3 separate regions of the Mus musculus genome follow, and all the other regions are linked to region 1. A link is a contact called in public HiChIP or PLAC-seq data. All regions are on one chromosome and are shown on one strand. Each heading gives the region's core, a stretch centred on a gene start, on an enhancer-like site or on the middle of the called end of the contact. The rest is flanking DNA. Distances are from core to core; before and after follow the strand shown.

The links. HiChIP or PLAC-seq counts read pairs in DNA pulled down with a chosen protein or histone mark.
Region 2: a FOXA1 HiChIP or PLAC-seq map of pancreatic cancer cells shows a contact between it and region 1. The contact joins two enhancer-like sites. A contact is called at or near these places in 2 of 15 datasets of contacts at CTCF or cohesin (embryonic stem cells and large pre-B cells), 8 of 484 Hi-C or Micro-C datasets (differentiating embryonic stem cells and embryonic stem cells) and 1 of 115 datasets of contacts at active chromatin or transcription factors (pancreatic cancer cells).
Region 3: a FOXA1 HiChIP or PLAC-seq map of pancreatic cancer cells shows a contact between it and region 1. The contact joins two enhancer-like sites. A contact is called at or near these places in 1 of 484 Hi-C or Micro-C datasets (embryonic stem cells) and 1 of 115 datasets of contacts at active chromatin or transcription factors (pancreatic cancer cells).

Annotation. Positions count from the first base shown.
Region 1 is chr14:46,514,546-46,519,562 of GRCm38.p6, forward strand. No RefSeq gene overlaps it. Among named protein-coding and RNA genes, the nearest start is that of E130120K24Rik, 29 kb to the right of the region's middle. Within about 2 kb of position 1,931, at least 49 of the 459 cell types and tissues checked have an H3K27ac peak or open chromatin away from gene starts, as enhancers often do. A contact at or near this core is called in pancreatic cancer cells, where this site is marked.
Region 2 is chr14:46,058,670-46,063,686 of GRCm38.p6, forward strand. No RefSeq gene overlaps it. Among named protein-coding and RNA genes, the nearest start is that of Gm34499, 160 kb to the right of the region's middle. Within about 2 kb of position 2,487, at least 54 of the 459 cell types and tissues checked have an H3K27ac peak or open chromatin away from gene starts, as enhancers often do. A contact at or near this core is called in pancreatic cancer cells, where this site is marked.
Region 3 is chr14:46,142,259-46,147,275 of GRCm38.p6, forward strand. No RefSeq gene overlaps it. Among named protein-coding and RNA genes, the nearest start is that of Gm34499, 76 kb to the right of the region's middle. Within about 2 kb of position 2,738, at least 53 of the 459 cell types and tissues checked have an H3K27ac peak or open chromatin away from gene starts, as enhancers often do. A contact at or near this core is called in pancreatic cancer cells, where this site is marked.

The DNA.
Region 1 (5,017 bases), core at 681-3,180:
TAGGAGTGGAGTTTAAGCTCAATAAAATCTTAACTATGCTTTACTTTTTAATTTAACTTTCAAACATTGCTTTCCTGTTTTGTGACTGAGACTCTTGCACATGTCACCCTTTTAGTGAAGTATCACAGGAAAGACATTTTTGTGGTGTTTAATGGAAATAATTTTTCTTGCGGTGTTGCTCTGATACCCTGGGAAACTGGCTGTAGGAGCCGTCTTGGGCTAATTTATTAAGCAGTCACTAGTTTAAAACAACTTACCCTGTTTCAGCTCACTGGAGATCTGTTACTGGCTCTTGGGAAGACAAAAAAGAGCTGAAGACTGATAAATTTTGTAGATCATCTTGATACAGACAAAAGGAAGTGCTGGTGTTGTGTATTTCAAGGCCAGGCAGGGGCAGAACACACTGGCATGAGTCTATGGATGAAGGCTTAAATACCAGCGGCAATTCATTCGAATAACAGTGGACTGGGCTGGAGCTCCGACAGTGTGGCTGAACACTCTAAAGAAATGTTCAGACTCTCTCTCTGGAACACATTTTCATAAGAAATGCCTTCTAAACCATGCATATAGCCCTAACCATAGGAAATGAAGAGTTCTGTCTGCAGAGAAAGCCACTGATGATCCCTACAGATGTTAGAATCTGTGCTTTCTCCAGATGCCCTAGGACCGAAGGAAGGCCTTGGCCTTGATGGTACATTGGAATCACCAGGGAGCGTCACAAAGCTCAGAGGCCTGGATCCTGTCTTGTAGGTTTAATGACTTTGGTCTGGAGTTTAGCCTGAGATGGAGGAGTTCTAAATCCACGAGATTCTACCATGCAGTTAAAAGTCCAAGAACCACTGCCCTGGAAAGTAGACATAGATCTGCCTGATATCCCAGAGCTGTCAGGCAACTGTGCTGACCGAATGTAGGAGCTCTTCTTAAAATGTAACTCATGGTCGCCGAGCATCAGCAGAGGATCCACAGTAAACTGCTTCAGGGTGGACCCTCAATTCCAAATGCTGTGCCATGTGAAGGAAGCTTTGGGACAGAGCAAACAAAACGAGAGACATTGAGGAGATGGAAAAATCACTTTCACTGGGTTTTAAACTGGGCTGCCCACCTCCCAAGACAACTTGGCCCTGACCCTTTCATCAGAGTTAGAGGGACTCCTGAGCAAAAGCACTTTTGTTTGTTAATTTGTTCATTTTAAATTTCTTTTATTTATTTTTATGTTATTTATTACTTATCCTTCAAAAATTACATATATATATATATATATAAAATCCCTCTCACATCTTACATCCCTCACACTCCCATAGAACCTCTTTGTCTCCCCAACAAGTTAGCCCTCCTACCCATGTCTCTCTGTGTGCACCCCACTGTATTGAATTAAAATTGCTCCTCTCTGTGTGTACCCCACTGTATTGAATTAAAATCGCTCACATAAGCTTGACTGAGAGGTTATTTTTCACGAGCAAAGGCAACTTACTCTACATCACCGAGGACTCTCTTCCCTCCCAGCATCTATTAACTAACTGCCTGTGGCTCCTTAGGAAGGACTGAGGGCCTCATGAGTCTCCCTCCTCAGGCTCAATGGGAAGTTAGCGGTCCTAGGCTTAAGCAGGTCTTGTGCAGGTAAGCATCCATTCTGTGAGAATCCATGCCCACATGTCCAGAAGGCAGCATCTCACGACATCCCTCTCCATCTTCTGACTTTCATATTCTCCCATCCTTCCTCCCACTGATACTCCTCTCCGAACCTTGGAGGTGGGTGATGTAGCTACCTCACCCAAGATCAAGCACTGATTGCTGATTTGAAGAATCATGCCCCCTTACATATGAAGATACATAGGAACCACCTGCAGGACTCACTAAACACACAGCTTCCTCGTTGTGGTCCTGAGGCTCCTGAGTCACAGGGTTGGAGTAGGGCCCAGGAATCTAAAGTCTTCAGAACTCTCCAGGTGACTGTGACTAAGGTTCTCTGAACCCCGCCTTGGAGAAACTGAATCATCCCATCACCAGGCAACTGAATTGTTCTTCTTTGGTTAAATATATTATCAGTCAAAGAAAACAAAACAATAGCTCTTAGTGAAGTGGGTTGTGGTAATTTTCCCCCAAAGCACTTAACTAAAATTCTTATCGAAAAAACCTCCAAAAATATCCTTTTTGGGGAGGGCCATGTTTACTCCTATTTTCAGTTTATCTACCAAAAAGAATGAAGATGGATGGCTATAAACACGAAGCAGATGCAGCCATTCCCACAGCTGTGAGCCAATAGAGTTCTTGGGAATCGTGGGGCACCTTTCAAAATCAAAACTCCTCTCATGTTTCAAAGGATCACAAATGTGGATGGAGCCCAAACAACCACCATGACAATACTCGTTCCCAGGATAAGGAAATGTGTGGACGGGAATGGCTATGTTTCTCTAGGTTCAGAATTTCCGAGAGTGATTGGAAAGGCTGTTTGCATTTATTTTTTAAATATAACAAACTTTCATTATGGAGGTTTATCCCACCTGGAATCCAGGAAAATGGAAAGAGATGATAGTGTCATTTTGAGTTTGGAGTTGAAATATCAACAAACTATTTATCCAGTATCTTTTTCTGGTTCTCTCTCTGTGTGTGTGTGTGTGTGTGTGTGTGTGTGTGTGTGTGTGTGTGTGTGTATACTTTTTGCAAGATGCAGCTCTAATCATTTAGCACCAAATTTTGGGGATTTATAGCTGATGAATCTAAAAACTAATTCAACCCACACTTAAACCCCCAAAGAGGGAAGCTTTCGTGTGTGGGAGGTAGGGTACACTCTTCACTACTTGTTTTTTTTTTTTATTCAAAATTTCCCTGGTCCTCTTAATCTCTCCAGCCTTGGCCATTGTTTCTATGCTGTGCCCACATTCCCCTGGCACAGGCATGGAATGGCATGCTTGGAATGTCTCCGCCCTGCATAATAGTTTTGGACCGAGCTTATCCCTTTTTCCTTGAAAAACCTCTGTGGTACAAGCTTTTGCTATGCTTTTATGATTCTGTGTATTGTTGAACGTGGACCAAATAGTGAGAACTTCTGTTCCATCAAGCCACTGACACCCAGAGACTTCCCACAGAAAGGAAACCTAGGCTCTTCTGCCTAGGCTCCAGGTCTCTATTATTTTTGTCTTTACTTCCGGCTCCTTTCTAGTTCCTCTTCAGAATGTACAGGTTATCTCCAAGACTTCTATCCTCACTACCATTCAACTTACCTGAAGATAATAATGACTTCATCTCCTGCTTGTCTTCAGACACTCGAGTTTTTCCCCAGTGTTAACTGACAATCCCAACCAGACACCAACACCTCATCAAAACTTCAAACAGGATTGCTTTTCTTCTGAGTCAAGAAGCACCAGAACATTTAATGATTTTGTTTGTTTGTTTGTTTGTTTGTTTGTTTGTTTGTTTGGGGGAGGTTGAATCCCAATCAACAAATAGTACTGTCTGCAATAATAATGACACAATCTGACATGTCATCATCAGGGAAGACTGTCACATACATTGTTTTACTTAGTTGTCTTGGCAGTCGTAGATGACAGGTATCAGAACCTCATTTCAGTCAAAACTAGGGTCACAAAGGCAGTGACTTTGTCACAATTTTGTCAGTTGCCATAGTACATTTATAAGAGAAAATTGATACTGAAAAGATTTCACAGACCCTCAAGAAAACCATGATTAAAAATGAAAATCAAACAGGTTTCCCAATGAGACTCTGACAGCAAAGTATTCTGGGGTCAGTTAAATGGCCAGAGAAACTTTCGGGGGGGGGGATTTCCTTTTCAAATCTTACTGGCATTTAAGTGACATTTTGGTGAAACTCCATGGAAACATCTGGCCACATCCTCTCAAACCTAATTTCTTCCCTAAATGTTGTTTTTAATATGTCACAGTTGTTAAATTTGTAACGAGCAATGCCTCTGAGACTAAACAACAGCACTTTCGGTATTCGAAAAATGAACAATACAGTTACAGCAGTAGAAACCAAAAGAAAATTTTAAATAAACATTTAATTGAGTACAAATAGTTTGAAAGTTATTTTGGTGGAACTTGCCCAATCTGTGAGCTCACATTAGCATCGGAGGCTTCAAATAAACTCCATTAAAGAAAATGCACTTCTCTTCCTTCAGGGCAGAGCTGATCAGATTCGTTCTTCTAGCAGATTATAGATGAAGAAGCAACACTTGTTAGAATCTGTCTATCCATAACTATTCCCGAATAAATGTGTTAGCATCACCTAAGGAAAATGGAGCTGGCTATTTGGAAACTGAAAATGGCTTCAAAGTAGACAACCAACAGCCACCCATGTTTATATATCATGTAAGTTAGTTAGCCAAGGTTGATCAGGCCTGATTCACTTCCTCTCTAATTCTAAAAGGATTTTTCCTGCTAGATAAAGCCGGGAATACTTGAATCTAATCCAATGCATGCACTGGTCTCAGGCTATATTTTGTTCTTGCAGTGTCTTAGCTGTGTGGGGTAGAAAGGTTTATAAAGAATCTCCTTGGAAAAAAATTAAGAACATGGTTGTAGTCAGGGAATTAGGGATGCAACTGAGAATGAGGAGCCGGAAAACGCTGTGTTTCCGTTTTCTGTGTCACCTTTTCTCTCATATGGCAGGCCAGTGACGTTCAGCGGAGATACTTTTCCACTGATGCAGAATTCCTAAGGAAACTGTGTTGGTTTTGATGTGACTCAGAAGTTGTGACATTCACCAACGTGGTTTTAAAAAAATGTTTGCAACCATTGGGTAGGTCAATTTGGAGATAAATACAGATGGTTCTTGGTAGAACAAACCATTTTCCATGTCAGACTTAACCATGCAACATGGGACATATAGCTTTGTATTTATCACTACATTTGACTTGCATAAAAGCAGTTGGAATGGATGTAAGTCAGACTTCCCTCCCATTTTGATATATATCTTTAAATATTTTTAGGCATATGAAAGAGTTACACATGCATCACAAAGAACTTACAAGTTTGACCATTTAAAAGTATGTTGCATGCA
Region 2 (5,017 bases), core at 1,237-3,736, 460 kb before region 1:
CCATGCTACTGCCCTTTAAGCTGCCCTGTAGTTTTTTGACTAGCTGATCCTGACAGACTTTCTGTTATCCTTATTTTCTGTGCCGAGTCTCTGAGGTAAAGAATGCCTGTGACCAAGAGATTCTGAGTGGACAGAATGGCGGTGTAAATAAGACAGCAGCCATGGTTCATCAGGATTCTTAGGTGCTGCTCAATTTTCCTGGGCAGGTAGAAAGAATGGATGTTTATACTTTCATTCTTCATGGGTAAAGGAGAGTGGAGGGAATGGCTCATTGCTGCAATGCCTAGTCTTAAATGGCTGCTCTTAAATGTTAAATGTTAAATGTCTTAAATGGTTACTGTGAAAGATGAAGGGGCAGGTTGAGCAGAAGTTCTAGGACCTTCAAAGGTAGTAAACGCTAGCCAAGAGAAGGGGAAGGGAGTAGAATGGACCATCTTGACCTCAGCCTGGTTATATAGGGATCAACTCATATTACTTTGGCCAGAACATGTATCTGGACCCAGCTGACTATACTGGACAGTAGGAACTGGGTTTAGCTGTGTGTCCTACAGGAAAGGAAACATATTTAATTTACAATCCACTTAGAGAGTCTACAGCCAAGGACATTCTCCAAAGATGGCCAAAGGGCTCACATTGCTTAACCCATAACACAGTTTCCTCCATACCAAATTGCCTTGCCATAGATATTGTATGCCCTGTAACTTTAAAAACCACAAACCACACATGTCACTGATACCTGTTCTTAGAAAGGGCAGCAAGTAAAAGCACCAGCCACATTCAGAGCAAAGCATGAAGGGAGCAGCAGAGGATTTGAAGGAAACTTTTTATGCATCTGGCAACCTGCAAAGTCAGGGGTTTGAAGTGGGCCTTGTTCTTTAGAATGATGTAGTAGCATTTAGTAATTCAAACCAGTTACTAAAGGTGTTCCAGGCAAAAACCACCCAAGTTACCATAGGACAGATATACTTCATGGTAAACAATGGATGGCCAAGTTTGAAGTTCATGTCGATGCTAAAATAAGTGATGGTTATTTGTTTATCTCTTCTATTGTATGTGTTTGCTCACATATGTATTCCTGTATGTATGCATGTGGGTGTCTAGGCATGTGTATATGCCTAATATCAATGTCAGGTACCGTCCTCAATTGCTATCTTCCTTATTTTTAAACAGGATTGCTCACTGATCCTGGAGCTCACTGTCTAACCTGGCTGGCCAGTGTTTTCTAAGGACCCACCTGTCTCCAGTCCCCCAAGTGCTGACATTACACGTGCATGCTTTAGAGCTTGGCTTTTATGTGGTATCTGACCTCTAAGTCTTCAGGCTTGTGTGGCAAGCACTTTACTGATAGAGCCATTTCCCCAACCCCATCACTGCTCGTTTTTTCTTGGAGAAAGTAACAACCACATTGGAATTGTCTCTCCTACACACTGTGAAAGAAGATGAAGGAAATCATGACACAGGAGGCCAAGACAAAGACCCAGGGAGAAGTGGTCAATAACCTGGTGGTAGGCAGCAACCAGGGAAGGCTGCTGATCCAGCTCTGCTTTCCATGATGGGTTGACTGGACAAGAGAAAGTTAAGAATCCCAGCTTCAAGTGAGGAACCAAGTAAAAGTCTTTTGGCAATCTGGAACAGCCTCTGGGAAAAACACTGATGCCATAGTGGAATTAGCTCGTGATAGGAGCTGCTGAGCAGAGAGACGCTGTAGACATCCAGATCCAATAAACTGAAGAATGAAAATTCTTACCTAGGGTGTAGGAGGAGCACTGTCTCCTAAGGACAGCACTCATCTACCTAGTCAGTTCTGCTACAGACAGGATTGGTGTGCACTGCTCAGGAATCTCACGGCTGATCAGTCTGGCCTCTCCAAATGACAGAGCATCCCCCCCCCCACCCCCCCCCCCACCCCCACCCCCCCCCCCCCGTACAGCACACTCTGGAAAATCAGCTTTCAACTCCCTAGCCTTGCCTTTTCCTTCCTTCCTTCCTTCCTTCCTTCCTTCCTTCCTTCCTTCCTTCCTTCCTTCCTTCCTTCCTTCCTTCCTTCTCTCTCTCTCTCTCTCTCTCTCTCTCTCTCTCTCTCTCTCTCTCTTTCTTTTAACATCTCTCTGCTCTTTCCCACTTGGCTGCTTCCTCAGGAGCAGGGGGTGAAGGGGGGGTTATTGCACGGTTCACTGCAAACACCTGCCTCTCAGTTTTACCTCCGTGTTTGATTCAGATGGTTTTTTTTTCTTCCTCCCCTTCTTCCATTTGGCCTTTTGGTCTCTGTCCCTCGAGCTGACTTTCATCATCCAATTAGAAATAACACCTTCCTCTTGCTACCATTTCTCTGGGAACCATAGGGAGTAAACCGTAAGCCTCTTGCATTCCCCACAGGGCCAGCAGCTCTTCAAAGGAGCGTGTTGGCGGCACCACCCCACGGCTGGGCTTCCTTTCTGTTTGAACAGCTTCCATTGCTCACTGCCGATCAGTAACTCAATGATTCATTAAACACACAAACAATGAGCGAATCTGTTCCATTAGCAAGGCCACCTGTTGATCTCAGACATCCTCAGCTGAGCGCAGCGGACACAAACTCAGACATTCTCAGCTGAACCCAGTGGACACGGACAACAGAGTGGCTACATCAGTCGAGTGCCCCGTCCACAATTGCTAGCATGTTGGAGCAGGAAGACAGAGCCTGGGCTTTGCTACTGCTTTTTTGCTTTTGCTTTCATCTGGTAGCAGGGCTGCAAGATGAGACCTAGTGCAGAGAGCACGCTACAGATCTCTGCAACCCAACTGGAAACCTTTAGGAGCTTGGTGGATGCCACTGCCTTCGTCTAACAGAGTTAGAGGGAGACAAGGATGTTTTGCACTCCTTTCTTGCTGATGCAAAGGCAAGAGAGTCGACCAGGTTCTAGGCCCGTGCACACGAACACTCATATACACATATAAGTACATACTGTTGGCATGGGGTAGGGGCAAGACTGTTAAAGAAGCCCCATCAATTGCAGTGCTATGTTCTCTACCCTTGAAGTAGTAGAGTCTCTTGTCTGTGTGCCTTCTAGTTCCTATTATCAGACCTCAGACCTTTAAGCACGGGTTTGTGAAGGTTTGCATGGTTTCTGTACTTGAAGGTTACTAAAAATCACATAAAGCTAACTGGGTTAAGCTTTTGATACTGGTATCTCGAGCAACAAAAGTTATTTTATTATTTTTAGAAACAGCATTTTTCTGTTCCTACCTCTCACTGTAGAAGTTTTATAGTCTTTTTGGGTTCCAAAAGCTGTGCTATACCAGGGATAACGAGCCATGAGATCTTTCCCAAGTGAGTATTAAATTGCCTCTGTAGGGTGAATTCATTATGGTTCTTGAATAGTCACCTGGGTTTGCACTGCAGATTGCATCGTTATCAATCATAGATCTCCCTAAAGTGACAAACTATTTAAGAATGTTTGATGATGAGCCTGTGTGGTAAGGGAAGGGAAGGGGAAGGGGAAGGGGAAGGGGAAGGGGAAGGGGAAGGGGAAGGGGAAGGGGAAGGGGAAGGGGAAGGGGAAGGAAGGGGAAGGGGAAGGGGAAGGGGAAGGGGAAGGGGAAGGGGAAGGGGAAGGGGAAGGGGAAGGGAAAGGGGAAGGGAAAGGGAAGGAAATTGCCATCAGCCTGAGGACTGGAGTTTAATCTCTGAGACCCATGTGATGGAGGAGAATGAACTCCTGAGGCTCCCACAGGTTGCAGCCTGACCTCTACACATATCTCATGGTGTGCATGCACATGCATGTGTGCCCATGTACACGGGTGCACACACACACACACAGGAATAATAAATGTAAGCATACTGGGCAATAGAGATCAGCTGTTATTTTATGTTGTATTTATTCTGAAGAGCAGTGAGAAGGCATTGTGGCTCATAGATTCTTAAAACAAGATTCAAAGGTAAAAGAAAACAATGCTTTAAAGACAATTCCAAGTTCTTTTAGTTTGTCTTCGAAAATCCATTAAAAAAAACCGAAGAGTTTTCAGTTCCTTAACAGAGAACTGCTCCTAGTGCTAGGGTTTGCTTTTGTTTCTGTGGTACCTGGCATGACAGAATGCCAAGTAAGCTCAATGCGCACCTTCTTCAAGAACATCCTTTGCCTTCGAGCCTAAGCTTTGAGGTGTGTGCATTCAGAACCAGCAAGGTAAACAGATGGAGGCAGGCCGACCTTATTACTTAGATCTTCTGGGCAGGTGTGGGCACATTGCCCTCATCCAATGCATAAAAGCCCACGTGCATTTTCAAAGGGATCTCTGCAATCCCGGTCATTTGACAACTACCACTGTGATTTGCCTGCCAAGTGCAGGTGGGCTGTGCAGCCACCCAGTTGTGAATATCAAAGGCATCCCTAGGTTCTTCTGTCTGTGTGTGTGTGTGTGTGTGTGTGTGTGTGTGTGTGTGTGTGTGTGTGTTCTGAATGGCACAAGACCTGGCATCTTTAAGAAGGGAAAGAAATAATCACATAAACGAGCAATTAATAAGAAAGTTGGTGGCTTCCTTTTCACTCATGTGACATGCTAGCACTAGCCATATGACTCTCCAATATGGAGCTAATGTTGGGATCAACAGTGTCCAGTGTAGTAATCACTAGCCACATGTCACTACTGAGCATTGACAATGTGGCCAGTATGACTGGGAATCTTTAGTAGTCTTCACTGCAACATTCCTAACTCCAAACATTGGATTCCTACCTTCTTTTTAGGTTCTGGACACGTGTGTGTGTGTGTATTTGCCCATGAGCAGGCAAGAGATAGACATAGGCTATCTTCCTTTATTGAGTTAATCACTTTCTTCTCTTGGTTCCCCTTATGTTTCAGTGTGAGTGTCAGAAGGAGGCTGTCTTAGGGCAGAACCTTAAGTCTGTATGCAGATATTAAGAAGGGAATTCCAAGGGACAGTAGGAAAGTAGTATTTACAGAGAGACTGCAGGAAAGAGAAGAAGTCAAGGAAGTGCATGGTCATAGGTAAAGTGATGGGGGAGGTTCTTTTTGCCCAATC
Region 3 (5,017 bases), core at 1,488-3,987, 370 kb before region 1:
AGACCACCCACACAGTGAACAGCCAGAGATGCCCTTCCTTCCTGTGCCTAACTGTGTTTCGTGCACCAAATTGCTTTAAGTATAGTATAAAATACCCTTAGACTAGTGCATATTAAGTTTATATAAAACATAATTTTTTAATTTAGACAAAACTCCCAAAGCTGAAACACCTTTCTTGTCCTCAAAGAATCATGGAAATTTGGAAAAACACCAAATTTTCCATTGAGCAAATAGAAAAACACTAATTAAACTTTTAACATAGTGGAGGAAAGGTCAGAGAGATCACATAGTTGGTAAAGTTCTTGTCTTATTAAGAATGAAGATCTGAGTTTGATACCTGAAACCCGCAGTTAAAATGCTGGTCACACTTGTAGCTGTGAATCCCTGTGCTGAGGAAGAAGAGACATGTGGACCTGCAGGAGTCACTGGCCTGCTAGCTTAAATCACTTTGTGAGCTGCAAGCCAGCGAGACTTCCTGAGGTACACAGTGCCTGGCCACCAACGCCTGCAGTCATCTTCTGGCTCCCATACACACGAGCACAGAAAAACACACACATGTGCTTCTGCACGCATGCACACACACACACACACACACACACACACACACACACTTCCAAAAATGTCCTCAATGAGGACAGGATGGATGTAAAAGCCGGAGGATGGGCAGAGTGCACTGAAACATTGTTTTCTGGCCATGGCATTGCTGTTGCCCACTTGAGCTCGGGGAAACTGCAGTTACCCATACAAGACCTTCATAGCTCCACAACTCCCCAGGATTGATACAGGAGAGGCAGGTGAGGCTCCGCCCTGGCTGAGAAGCCACTGACAGTGGTTTCTGGGGAATGGGGAAAGTAATTTTTCTTGAGGGGTGTAACCTCTTGCCCATGAATTAATAAATAATCCCACATTCATGCTCATGCAAGCAACCCTAATAACACTCAGTGGAGAATTAAAAATAAAATACACAAATACGGAAGGAGGAGAAGTGGTGGGAAGAAGAAGGGACGGGTAGTGAATATGATCAAAACATTACATGCATATATGAACTTCTCAAAGACTAAGTAGACAATTTTAGAGTTAACTGCAGAATAGTCACTACGAGCTCATTTGCATAAAGTCTGTTGTCCATATACCAATCTTTTCTTGGAACAAAAATCACATTGCAATACACAGCATGTACTCAGCCGCAGTGATGGGGGATGTGTATTACTTTAATCTGTAGGATTTTTTTCACTAAGTGTTATGCAACTTTAATATTTGAAGATGAAACTAGGACTGGAAAGATGACTGCCTGGGCAAGGCACCTGTTGGCAAGCATGAGGATCCGAGTTCAGAGTCCTGCTATCCATTATTAAAAAGCGAAGAGACACAAACAAACAAACGAAAACCAGACACTGCTGTGTATCTTTAACCTCAGCACTTAGGGAGCAGAGACCAGGAGGATTCTGGGCGCTCTTGGCCAGCCACTGCAGCTGAAACACTGAGCCCTGGGTTCAGTGAGAAAGCCTGTCTCAAAAATAAGGCAGAGAAGCAACTGTGGACAATATCCTGATATCAATACCCATATATGAACACAGGTATACAACACACACACATACACACACACACACACATACACACACACACACACACACAGAGAGAGAGAGAGAGAGAGAGAGAGAGAGAGAGAGAGAGAGAGAGAGAGACACCATGAAAAAGAAAAAAAGAAAAAGGGGCAAAGGCCATTTTTAGCCCTGGATGGTAGAGAGTTTAAGCCAGGGTGCAGGGAGCAGAGTCTGAAAATGGCTCCTCCCTTGTGATGACAGTGTATTTGGAAGGATCTGAGAGGATGTTTCCAAGGAAACTTAGCAATGAAGTCCCAGACCATCATCTCTGACAAGAAGAAGAAAGGAGGGTGGGGTTTCTGTCTGCCCCATGAGAAGATTAAAAAGAGGAAATGAATTAAATTTTACATTAATAACAAAGTAAACATCTTTGTTTAAAACAACAACATTGTTGCCCCTGCAGCTATTGAGCCTCAGCAGACAGAGCCAGACGAGGGCTGCCCTAACTGCCCAGATAAGACCTTGCCAAGAGTGAAAGTATCAGCAAGAGGAAACGTATGCTAGACTACAACAAAATTAATTTCAGTGAGGGTATCACAGAGAACAAATTATCATGTCTGATAACACAGAGTCCTTGTAAGCCAAAGGACAAAGATAACGCTCAAGTTCAAAGACTTGCCGTTTACTTTGCCTTGAGTGGACTACATTTATTCTGAACACAAGAGGAATAATTAAGGATGTTTCCTGTGCTGTTTCTGATATTAATTAAAGCTCACCAAGGAGACCTGATAGGAGAACAATAGCAATGTAGCCAGTCAGATAGGAGCACAGATTCATTTGTGTTGCTTACTGCATGTCAGCTAAAGAATTTGTCTCCGGGCATATTTGAGAGCCACTTGTTTGTGACTTTGGTTAGAAGACTGTGAAGTAAAGTGCATTTGTTTTGTTGACAATCACTATTCATTTTTCATTCTACGGAAAGGAGACAAAGGGAAGCCCAAATGCAGAGGGACACAGCTCGTGGCCAGGTCCTTTGGCAGTAGCCAGTGGTTTGTGACGATCTGATTACCATTGTTTGGCCACTCACATGTGATTGCTTTTTATTTTGGATGTATTCGGGAAGAATGTGGGGTTGACAAAGCACTCAGGAATGAAGGTTTCGGCTCTGTGTTCTCACTCCCAGCTATGACTCATCTCTCTAATGAGGTTTGAGGGCAACTGTGTAACGCCTGTGTCTCAGTGTTTCATCTATAAAATGGGAATGGTAAGCACCACATGAACTACCAGGGGATTTTTGAAGTTACCTAATGAGTGTGAAGGTATTTCAAAACAAATAAGGCAATAAGGACATATATATGTATTGTAATCTTTTTATCTCATTCTGAAAGTTTTTTTGTTGTTGTTGTACAAAACAATGGATTTCATCACGGTATTTTTATACAAATATTTCTTGTCAATAAAGGTTGACAAATGATTTATTTTTAAGGAAGGAAAACATCTCTTGGGAATGAGCTTTCACAATACAATAAATCTCATTTCTCTTGGGTGGTCTTAAAAGACCTGAAGCTAAGTGCTGGGACAGGACAATCTTTCCAGGTTCCATCAGGTTCTCTGACTTCATCACGCCGTGCAGATCTGCTCAAATGTGCACACTGTTCGTTCTCATGTTCAAACAGCAGCAAAGTACCACAGTTCCTGTGCATTTTAGAAATTGGACAGCACTCCTGAATGCTGACTAATGTTTTAAATTGCAACTACTACAGTTCTTTCAAACCTCAAGGAATGTTCATAAATCTTAATCTCAATTAATTTTAGCAAAGCAGTGCCAGGGTCATGTTTCAATTAAAATTTGACCGAAGCCCATAGTCCTTGGGAAGGCAACATAAAGGAACTGCTTTCAAACACTGCAGCGGGAGAGGAGAGCAACGACAATTGAACGTTTGTACAAGTGATCTAATAAGCATATGGATGGGTACGGAGGCCAAAGCTGGCTGCCAGTTCTGCAGCTAATATTTCTAGAAGTCAGCATATGCTGATCACTGTGTTCCTGAAAACGGTTTCAGAAAGTGAAAACAAATGATGGTTCTCTGGCTTTTGATTGGCTATGTGAGCAGCACTTCGAGATCACCCTGAACTGGGAGGAAAGCAAGAAGCTTATCTATAGCTGTATGGGATTGGAGTGAATGCTGGGACTCGACGTCATCACTTTCTGAGTGACTAGCTCTCCAACCTTAAAAAATGAAAATGATCCTTCGATTGTGTATCAATTGCACACATATCCGGGGAGATGAAAACATGGGATTTTGTGTGATATTTCCTAGTGAAAGCTGGAAGAAGTATGATTTTTCTTCACTTCAGGAAACTAAAGCCTCTGGGGATTTCTCAGTGTTTAATTTGGACAAAGTCTGTGAAAGCGTTCAGTATTTACCCTGGTGCCACGTGAAGTGTGTGCTTTGGGCCTGAGTTGTCATTTCGGACTGAAATGTGAGTTTCCATTTGAAAAGATGTAGCTTTGACTAGGAATAAACTGTCACAGGCTGCTGAGGAGATGCCTGGAACTCTCAAATTAGCATCTTTCTAGATGGCCTCTTTCAAGACCACAATGCTTGGAGGAGGTGCAAAAATTGGAAAATTAAGACTTGCCCTAAATAAAAGGGTTGTGCTACATCTGGAGAAGCCATTGCTTTCTTTTGTTTTGAGAGACCTGATTGGAGGCTTCATGTATTTACTGAGCTACTGTGTGTGCTCTGGTGTGAGGTCGTCTCTAACCAGGAGCCCCAGTAGAGAGCAATAGCGGCTCTGAGGGCAGGTGGAGGAAGATGGTGTTTAGTAATTCCACTTCTTCAGCTGTTCTCAAGAGTGTCTCAAAAGAAAGGGAAGTCTCTTTCTTTTTCTAGGGTCTTGGTTAGGGTTTTCATTGCTGTGAAGAAACGCCATGACCATGGCAACTCTTATAAAGAAAAAAACATTTTAATGGGTCTGGCTTGCAGTTCAGAGGTTTAGTCCATTATTGTCATGGCAAGAAGCATGGCAGGCATGGTGCTGGAGAGGCGGCTGAGAGTTCCACATCTGAATGTGAAGTGGACAGGAAGAGAGAGTAAGCCACTAAGCCTGACTTGGGCATCTTAGACCTCAAAGCCCCCAGTAACACACACCCTCTAACAAGGCCACACCTCCTCCAACAAGGCCACACCTCCTAATAGTGCCACTCCTTTATGAGCCTATGGGAAACATTTTCACTCAAACCACCACATGGGGTATGTGGGTTTTTTTGTTTTGTTTTGTTTTGTTTTGTTTTTCATTTACTTTATCAAAGAGTCTTGCAGAAGCATCTCATCTCTCCATGTTACGTTCCTGACTTCAATCCTGTGCTTTTTCACAACTATTTTAGCAACTGAAAATGGTGCTCTCTTGATACAGGATGAAGTGGGCTTGAAAAAAGGCAACAATTTAGGCAAGGAAGCAGATAATAT